2 separate regions of the Macaca mulatta genome follow, and region 2 is linked to region 1. The links are chromatin contacts, called in public Hi-C maps. All regions are on one chromosome and are shown on one strand. Each heading gives the region's core, a stretch centred on a gene start, on an enhancer-like site or on the middle of the called end of the contact. The rest is flanking DNA. Distances are from core to core; before and after follow the strand shown. Region 1 holds the start of AGBL3 (AGBL carboxypeptidase 3). Region 2 holds the start of CYREN (cell cycle regulator of NHEJ).

Region 1 (4,166 bases), core at 554-3,053:
TTCTACTATGATTCATACTACGATGTAACACAATCCAATCAGCACATATAAGAAAATAAGTGGACACTAATCCTAAAAACCCTACTAAAAATTTCATACACAAATTTTAATAAAACCTAGAAGAATCTTAGCTAAAATATTTTCTCAAAAAAATACAAACACAGTTTCTCTTTCTAGACAGGGCATAGTGTTCCCAGTGATAGCTCAGCTTTTTCAGCCAAATTATTTCCCAACTTCAATGACAATAATTTAAACATCCAATTGATTTTTATATCCAATTGACTTTATAATACTTTAATTAGGGATTTATATAATACAAATTTTATCTCCAAGTAAAACAAAGTTGAGAAAAACATACCGATTCATCTTCATCACTGATTGTTCTGTCTGAATAGTCTTCCTTTTCTGAATCTTCTGACATCTCTTCCAGTGTTTGACTTGAGATTTCTTGTAATATACGGGTAGGCTGTAAAACAATTTCTAAGGAAATTATTTGACAGCTTTTCTTTTCAAGCTGTGTTTACTACATTAAATGAGTACTCAAAAATATATTCAATTGTATTTAACAGTCACAACAGTCTTCTCTAAAAACTACAGTACAACTAATAACACCTTCAATTTCAGAGATTTAAAGGAATTTTCCACGACTGTAAGAGACAACAACCACAATAAAAGACAAATCAAGTAAATCATTTAATTAAAAGGAATTTCCAGAGTATACAGCCAAATCATTCACATTTTATTATATTTACAATTGAATACTACACAGCAAGTTCAGAATGATACTGAGGCATTAAAAGATAATGAATTTTAAAAATTAGTCACTTTGTGAAATGTAGCAATATAATTTTAAGTTTTCTCCTTGATTTTCACTTGACCAAAAGTTCAAGTGACAAGACTTTACATTTTGATTATCATTCTGTAGATACTGTCTAATATTCATTTATATTATTCTTATTCTTAGAAATCTAAATAGCTACCAGAAGGTTGTATCGGTAATGACCACTACCATTCTATGTAAGTATCTTCCCATGTGGTTAATACTAAGACCAGGGAATAATCGAAATTTCTTGTCAAGTTCCCATCGTTCTTGAGAGACCAAAGGACTCGACAATTGCAAATCTATTGGTTTATGCCCCTCTCTACAGAAAGCATGTTTTGCAGCGTGGACTACCTATAAGTTAAGTCCAAGCTCTATGGCAAATCACTGCCAATGCCACGGAGCCGATTGTCTCATAGATGACACCTTCAGTCCTAAGAAACTGAAGTTTTTGCCTGGGCATCACAACTCCACATTTGGAAAACCCGACTGGCGTAAATTCCACTCCTTACAGGTGCACACGGGGCACACGAAGTGCTGACCTGCTGTGGATACAGCTCTGGCCTCAGGGGAAGTCCCTTATTCACCGGCGCTCCGCGGGTGTCTTCCACCACCTCGGAGGAGGGCAGGTGCGGGCGCGTCCACGTTCAGCCGCGTCCCGACAGTACCAAGGGGTTTTTGGCGGGAGCCAGGATGAGGCCACAACTCTAGGCGGCCGAGTTCCTTCCCGCACTCACTCCTGGCCACCAGGGTGTGGTGAGGCGCTCATTTTCCGGGGCGCGCTCGCTTCCCGCAGGGGGCGCCCCACCTTCCTTCTGCCTACCTCACCGTCCCGTTGGGGCCGGCACCTAGATCCTGGCCGAGTCCTCTGGTCAGGCCAGTCGTCGCTTCCGTGCAGGGACAATATCTTGGGATCTAGCGGAGAACCCAGGGTCCAGCCGCTAGAAGGAATGCCACTACTGGCGATCCGCAGCCCCAGCCACGCCCCCAACTCTCGTCACCAGGCAACGGGTCCGCCCTCGCGAGACTTTGAGCAGCCCTCGGCGATCACCTACAACCAGTGCGGAGGAAAGGAGCCTGCGCAGGTTTTGGCCCCAGGAAGTCGGAGCCCAGAGCATGCTGGGAACTTGGGGTGGGCAGCAGGGCGGTCAGAGAGGGTGTCTGGGAGGCGTTGGGGTCTGTTGGAAGAATTTAGGAGCGTGGAAGGCCAGACAGCTAATAATTCCTAGTCGAAGTCTGCACTTCGACTATTGCCTTAGAGGAGGCATGCTGGTTAGGACTGCGCCTTGGAGCCCACTTGACTTTTAACGGTGTGACAATGGACAAATTACCTGAACTTCTTGGGTACAGTACTTGAAACTACTCCTTGGAGATGTTAGAATATTAAAAAGTACGTTCGTCTTGATTTTTATACAGACTGAGTTCCATTCTACACAGTTGTGTGATTAATTCTCTTTATTCAATTCGGAAAATGAGGCTTTTCTCCTTAAATACTAAATGGAGAGTCATAGATGAACTAGGGTGAATTCTCAAAAATTATCAGCTCAGAGATTCTTTATAGCAATCGTCAGCTAGCATGTTTAACACTGTTTTCCTGATCACTGCAAATCACTATATGTAGTCTCATTTAATTAACAGACGTTATTCATGAACATCCCATATTGATTTTTTCCCTCATTTTTAGCTCTGCTGGGTAATGTAATCTATTTGGAACAGTTTTCCAAGTACAGCTGAAAAAAAAGTCTAGATTTTGGTGATATAAGAATGTAAATAAACACTTTTCACAAAGCATTATATGCCATGAGATTCGTGATAATGTAGAAATGGAGATAATGAATGGCAGCAAATTTGAAAGTAGAATAAAGGGCAAAGCACTATGGCTTAAGCATGGAAATGGGTTAATATAATTTCTTTGTATTTTGTAAGTTTCTGAAAATAGGTGTTTTGAGGTCAGCAGTTTAAAAGTCTGAACCTTCCAGATTAGACCTTGGACAGAGAATATTAATAGAGTATATCTTAGATCAACCTCTTGAAAAGTCACTCTTATAGTTGAACCTTGTTTTAGCCATACATAAGTCACTAAAAGTGACATGCACAGAGAAATCTTTATATATGTAATCTGTTTTTCTGTTGGGTTTTAGTCATGGCTGTAAGCCATAGGATGTCAGCTGCACAAGGTAAAACTGAGAAGTGATCTAACCAGGTTATACAAGAAATTAATGGCAGAGCTGAGAGACTTAAGTTTCATGATTTTTAGTCCAAATAGTTATAATCACATATCAAGTAATCCATGGGAAGAAAAATGGTCTTAGTGCATAATTTTAAAACTTTAGGTTTTTTTTTTTTTTTTTTTTGAGACAGAATCTCACTTTTTCTGTTGCCCAGGCTGGAGTGCTGTGGTGCGATCTCAGCTCATTGCAACCTCCGCCTTTGGGGTTCAGGTGATTCTCATGCCTCCCGACTAGCTGGGACTACAGGCACACACCACCACTAATTTTTGCATTTTTTAGTAGAGGTGTGGTTTCACCATGTTGGCCAGGCTGGTCTCGAATTCCTGGTGTCAAGTGATCTGCCTACCTCAGCCTCCCAAAGTACTGGGATTACAGGCATGAGTCACCATGCCTGGCCAAAATCTTAGGAATTTGGCAAAACTTTGAAAATGATATTCATTCATTATTTTATTAACAATTTTTTTTCTTTTTAAAGACAGCTCTGTCACCCAGGTTGGAGTGTAGTGGCACAATCATAGCTCACTGCAGGCTCAAACTATTGGTCCCAAGGGATCCTCATGCCTTGGTGTAACACATTTACAGGATGGTTGCTGCCTACTAGGGACAGTTCACTACTGCAAGGAAAAAAACCAGACATTTATTGTGGAGGTTACATTCTGGTGGGAGTAAACAAACCAATGATGATAATAAAAATGATATCACTCAGACGATAACAGCTATGAAGAGAAATCAAGTAGGGGGAAAAAAGAGAATAGGGGGTGTTGGGGGTGGGGGGCCTTGCCAGGGTTGCTCTTTTAGATGGAATGGCCAGGGAAGGCCTCTCTGGCCAGGGAGTATTTGAGCAGAGGGATGAACCACAGGATGTCTTATGGGGAGACTCTGCCAGGCAGGGTAAGCAGCAAGTACATAGACTGAGAAGTCTGTGTTATGAACTGCAGTTGAGCCTTGAACAACTTGGGGGTTAGGGGTATCATCCTCTACATAGCTGAAAATCTGCATGTAACTGTTGACCCCCCAGAAACTTAACTACTGAGAGCCTACTGTTGACTGGAACTCTTACTGATGACATAAACAGTCGATTAGCACATATTTTGTATGTTATATGTATTGCGTAT
Region 2 (4,166 bases), core at 864-3,363, 170 kb before region 1:
CCCACGGGCAGTGAGGGGCTTAGCAGCTGGGCCAGCAGCTGCTGAGGGTGTGCCAGGTCCCCCAGCACTGCTGGCCCGCCCACACCACGCTCAAATTCTCACCGGGCCTCAGCCGCCTCCCTGTGGGGCAGGGCTAGGGACCTGCAGCCTGCCATGCCCAACCCCCCCTCCACCGTGGTGGGCTCCCGCGTGGCCGGAGCCTCCCCGATGGGCACCGCCCCCTGCTCCACGGCGCCCAGTTCCATAGACCGCCCAAGTGCGGAGGAATGCAGGCCTGCAGCGCGGGACTGGCGGGCAGCTCTGCCTGCGGCCCTGGTGAGGGATCCACTAGGTGAAGCCAGCTGGGCTCCTCCTGGGTCTAGTGGGGACTAGGAGAACCTTTATGTCTAGCTAAGGGATTGTAAATACACCAATCAGCACTCTGTGTCTGGCTCAAGGTTTGTAAATACACCAATGAGTACTCTGTATCTAGCTAATCTAGTGGGGACTTACAGAACTTTTCTGTCTAGCACTCTGCGTTTAGCTAAAGGATTGTAAAGGTACCAATTAGCACTTGGTGTCTAGCTCAGGGACTGTAAATGCACCAATCTGCACTCTGTCAAAATGGACCAATCAGCTCTCTGTAAAATGGACCAACCAGCTCTCTGTAACGTGCTCTGTAAAACGGACCAATCAGCAGGATGTGGGTAGGGTCAGATAAGAGAATAAAAGCAGACTGCCCCAGCCAGCAGTGGCGACCAGGTCCGGTCCCGTTCCACCCTGTGGAGCTTTGTTTCTTCACTCTTTACAATAAATCCTGCTGGTGCTCACTGTTTGGGTCCAAGCTGCCTTCATGAGCTGTAACACTCACCGCGGAGGTGGTTTCAGGTTATTCCTGAAACCAGTGAGACCACAAACCCACCGGAAGGAAGAAACTCTGAACATATCCGAACGTCAGAAGGAACAAACTCTGGACTCACCATCTTTTAAGCACTGTAAAAGTTCTTACACTCACAATGAGGTCTGTGGCTTCATTCTTGAAGTCAGTCAATTCCGGACACACTGTGAGACCTTGTAGCTGTGCAGGGAAGAAAGAAAACACAAACTTAACAGAGCCCACAAAATATTTGAAGGGCAGATACAGTTAATGTTTCTTGGGACTGGCAGTTAATATCCTCCTTTAACTTCAGGAGGGCTGAAATTCTTTTCAGCTTTGGTTAATACAGCAATTCATTCTATGAGCTTTTATTTCTCTTACTATAATTTTACTATTAGTACTTATAAGGGAGGAGACCACCCCCCCATATTGTCTTATGCCCAATTTCTGCCTCCAAAGAAAGAAAAAGTAAAAACTAAAAGGCAGAAATGAAATCCACAAGCAGATAGCCTGGGGCCACACCCAGGGCCTGGTGGTTAAAGATCGACCCCTGACCTCATCGGTTATGTTATCTATAGATTACAGACATTGTATAGCAATGCACTGTGAAAATCCCTATCCTGTATTGTTCCGATTTCATTACCGGTACATTCTGCCCCCAGTCACGTACCCCTTGCTTGCTCAATCGATCAGGACCCTCTCACGCAGACCCCCTTAGAGTTGTAAGCCCTTAAAAGGGACAGGAATTGCTCGGTTCTTGACACAGGAGTCTTACTGATGGCCCTGGCTGAATAAACCCCTTCCTTCTTTAACTCAGTGTCTGAGGAGTTTTGTCTGCAGCTTGTCCTGCTACACTTATGCTATTATTCTATTATCTTCTTAATTTTCCACTTCATTAGGATAACAAATGGAGGCCGGGCTCCCATCCTCCTCCAGCACTCCAGGGCTGCCTGGCTCAGCAGGGATCCTCCACCTGGTTTCCGAGGGAATTCCCGGGAGGCCTTTCCAAAACACTCCCATTCCCTTCCACTAACTTCAGGGGCCAGGAATGGACACTCACTTTCCTCAGGCCTGCTGCCCTGCCTCGCGTTTGCAGTGCGCAGGAAACCGTGTGCCAGCAAGGGGCGCAGGCACGGCCAGCAGGGGGCGCCCGCGGACCTCCCAGTGAGCCAGCTGCCCAGAGCCGGAAGTGTCCCGGGTGCTAGGACTCCGAGGGGTCCGGGAGCCGCGCCAGGACCGGAAGTGTACGAGGCGGGAGCGCGCAGAAGACGCAGGCGGCCAGAGGAGGCCAGGGGAGTTCCGGTGCTAGGAAAGAAGGTGGGGATTTAAGTTCTGGGTGGGGCGCGGGTCCCACAACCGCTCGGAATTTGCCTCCTGGCTCCGCTCTGGAAGCTAAGAAGGGGCACAAGAAGTGGAGAGAGGGAACCTGAGAGCAGGGAAGCCAGTAGCCGGCGGGAGGAGCGCGCTGTTCCTCGGGTCGGAAGGAGCCGGTGCAGCCTTGACCCGCGTGCGGCAGGGTCAGCGAGGCCCCTGCGGTGCTTCGCCGCCGCCTTCCCCTCCGCAGTCACTGGCCCTCTGGGCCTCCCACAGGTCCAGCAGCGGGTACCGGCCCCAAGAGCGAGGGCGGGCTGTGAACTGGCATCACATCGCGTTCCCGCGGGGGCCCCCTTCCGCTTAGGCAGGGAACGGCCGGCATGGGACTGAGGTCTGTCCGCGAGCGCGGTGCCCCGGAGACCCGGCTTCTGGAAGGTGCTGCGGCCTGCCCTTCGGGCCCAGAAGCAGGGCGGGGAGGCGCGGGGTCTGGAGTCTGCAGGACCTGGCTGCGAATCCAACCAGCTGATTTCAAACTTCTCTGTGATCTTCTGCAAGTTAACTCAGTCTCAGTTCCTCGTTTGCGAAATGTACTTAATATGCACCCCAGGGTGAACCAAATTTGTCCACATAGATTGCAGCAGTGCACTTGCGAGGCGCCTTAGGGAGTAGGAGTCACTAATATCAATGAGTTTTGACAGAAATGAGGGGGCATTGGCAAAGGTGTGCCCCGTGGCCATACAGGTTAGGAGGAGGGCCTGCTAATATTTTTTCTTAAGTTGTAAACAGCCCTCTGAATGAGCAATACATTATCAAATTGTGATTCAGAGAGGACTATCGCTGACTACTTTTTTCTGGGCATACCTCTGCTTCAGGAGCTTGTGGCTTAATTCCTAAGTGGAAGGTAGAGACCTAGGCCCTCTGAGTCACAATTCCATCTCTCTGGGTGAGGACTGAGCTCCAGGACTGCAGACTGGAGGCAGAACAATTGGGATAGGAAGAAGAGAGGCCAAACTAGATCAGAGTCTGGCGTGGGCTTCAGAGTCCACAGACTGGCACAGTTATGCTTCGTGGCCCCTATTGCTGGTTCAAGTTTGACCAATCAGAAATATCTTTAGCTTAAGGGCGGGGTGTTGGCCAATGAGACTTTATTGTGAAATAAAATGCCCTCAGTTTCATGTAACTGAGCCACCACAGAGGAGTGGAGAAATCGAGTTGACCAGGTGAGGGAGAGGCCATTAAGAGATATTTTAGGGATTAGATGGGCTGGGCATCCCGAGGACTGGCATTTGGGGTGGTAATGAGGAGGAACATTGGGGGCCTCCGCCTCTTCCTTTCCTCCTGTGCTGAGTCAGTCAGCACAGAGGCTGCAGGAGGTAGCTCTGGTTGGCTCTGGCTGCCTGTAGGGGGCACCGCTTTGCGGAGGTCAGAGGGCTCTCTCCTGAGCCGCTCTCATGCCCACAATCACGTCTGCCTGATGTCTGTGAATGGCCGTCTGAGTCTCCTGGGCCCTGCTCACCTTTTGGTCACCTTTGGCCTGCCCTGCACCGGCCGGTAACTGCTTGATGACTGGAGGTATTGGAATTCACTGAACTTTATTCTTTGTAGGAATCAAAGATCAACTCCCACTGAGGACAAATGGACCTGTAATTCCGGGTGTGACGAGAGAACGGGATTTACCTTCCTGAACTAAAAAGCAGGTCATTAAGCTTTGGCCCTGACTTTTCTTTGTGAGAAGGTACAGAGATGGAAACCTTACAATCCGAGACTAAAAAGAGGGTCCTTCCCTCATGGCTGACAGCCCAGGTGGCTACCAAGAATGTGGCACCAGCAAAGGCCCCCAAGAGGATGAGAATGGCAGCAGTGCCGGTGGCAGCAGCAAGGTGCGACAACTCTGGTCAGATAACTCCTGTGAATCTGGCGAGTGGAGCAGGGACCTCCACGACCTGGGCCAGGTCTTCCAGCGTAGGCAGAACAGCAAGATGGGCAGGTGTTTTCA

What was found. A called contact is a pair of places that touch in the nucleus more often than the background predicts.
Region 2: a Hi-C map of CD4 T cells shows a contact between it and region 1, with 5 times the contacts expected there. The contact joins the promoter of CYREN here to the promoter of AGBL3 in region 1. A contact is called at or near these places in 5 of 14 Hi-C or Micro-C datasets (CD4 T cells, blood, cortical neurons and 2 more).

The regions. Positions count from the first base shown.
Region 1 is chr3:174,819,782-174,823,947 of T2T-MMU8v2.0, reverse strand. AGBL3 (AGBL carboxypeptidase 3) reads right to left here and starts at 1,803. Exons shown (of 14, transcript XR_013415607.1): 1 at 1,363-1,803; 2 at 359-466. It overlaps LOC106997680 (a long non-coding RNA gene), which reads left to right and starts at 1,937. Exons shown (of 4, transcript XR_013415622.1): 1 at 1,937-2,210.
Region 2 is chr3:174,993,021-174,997,186 of T2T-MMU8v2.0, reverse strand. It overlaps CYREN (cell cycle regulator of NHEJ), which reads left to right and starts at 2,113. Exons shown (of 5, transcript XR_013415620.1): 1 at 2,113-2,173; 2 at 3,776-3,867. It overlaps LOC114677041 (a long non-coding RNA gene), which reads right to left and starts at 2,502. Exons shown (of 4, transcript XR_013415621.1): 1 at 2,283-2,502; 2 at 1,917-2,161; 3 at 89-1,057; 4 at 1-38.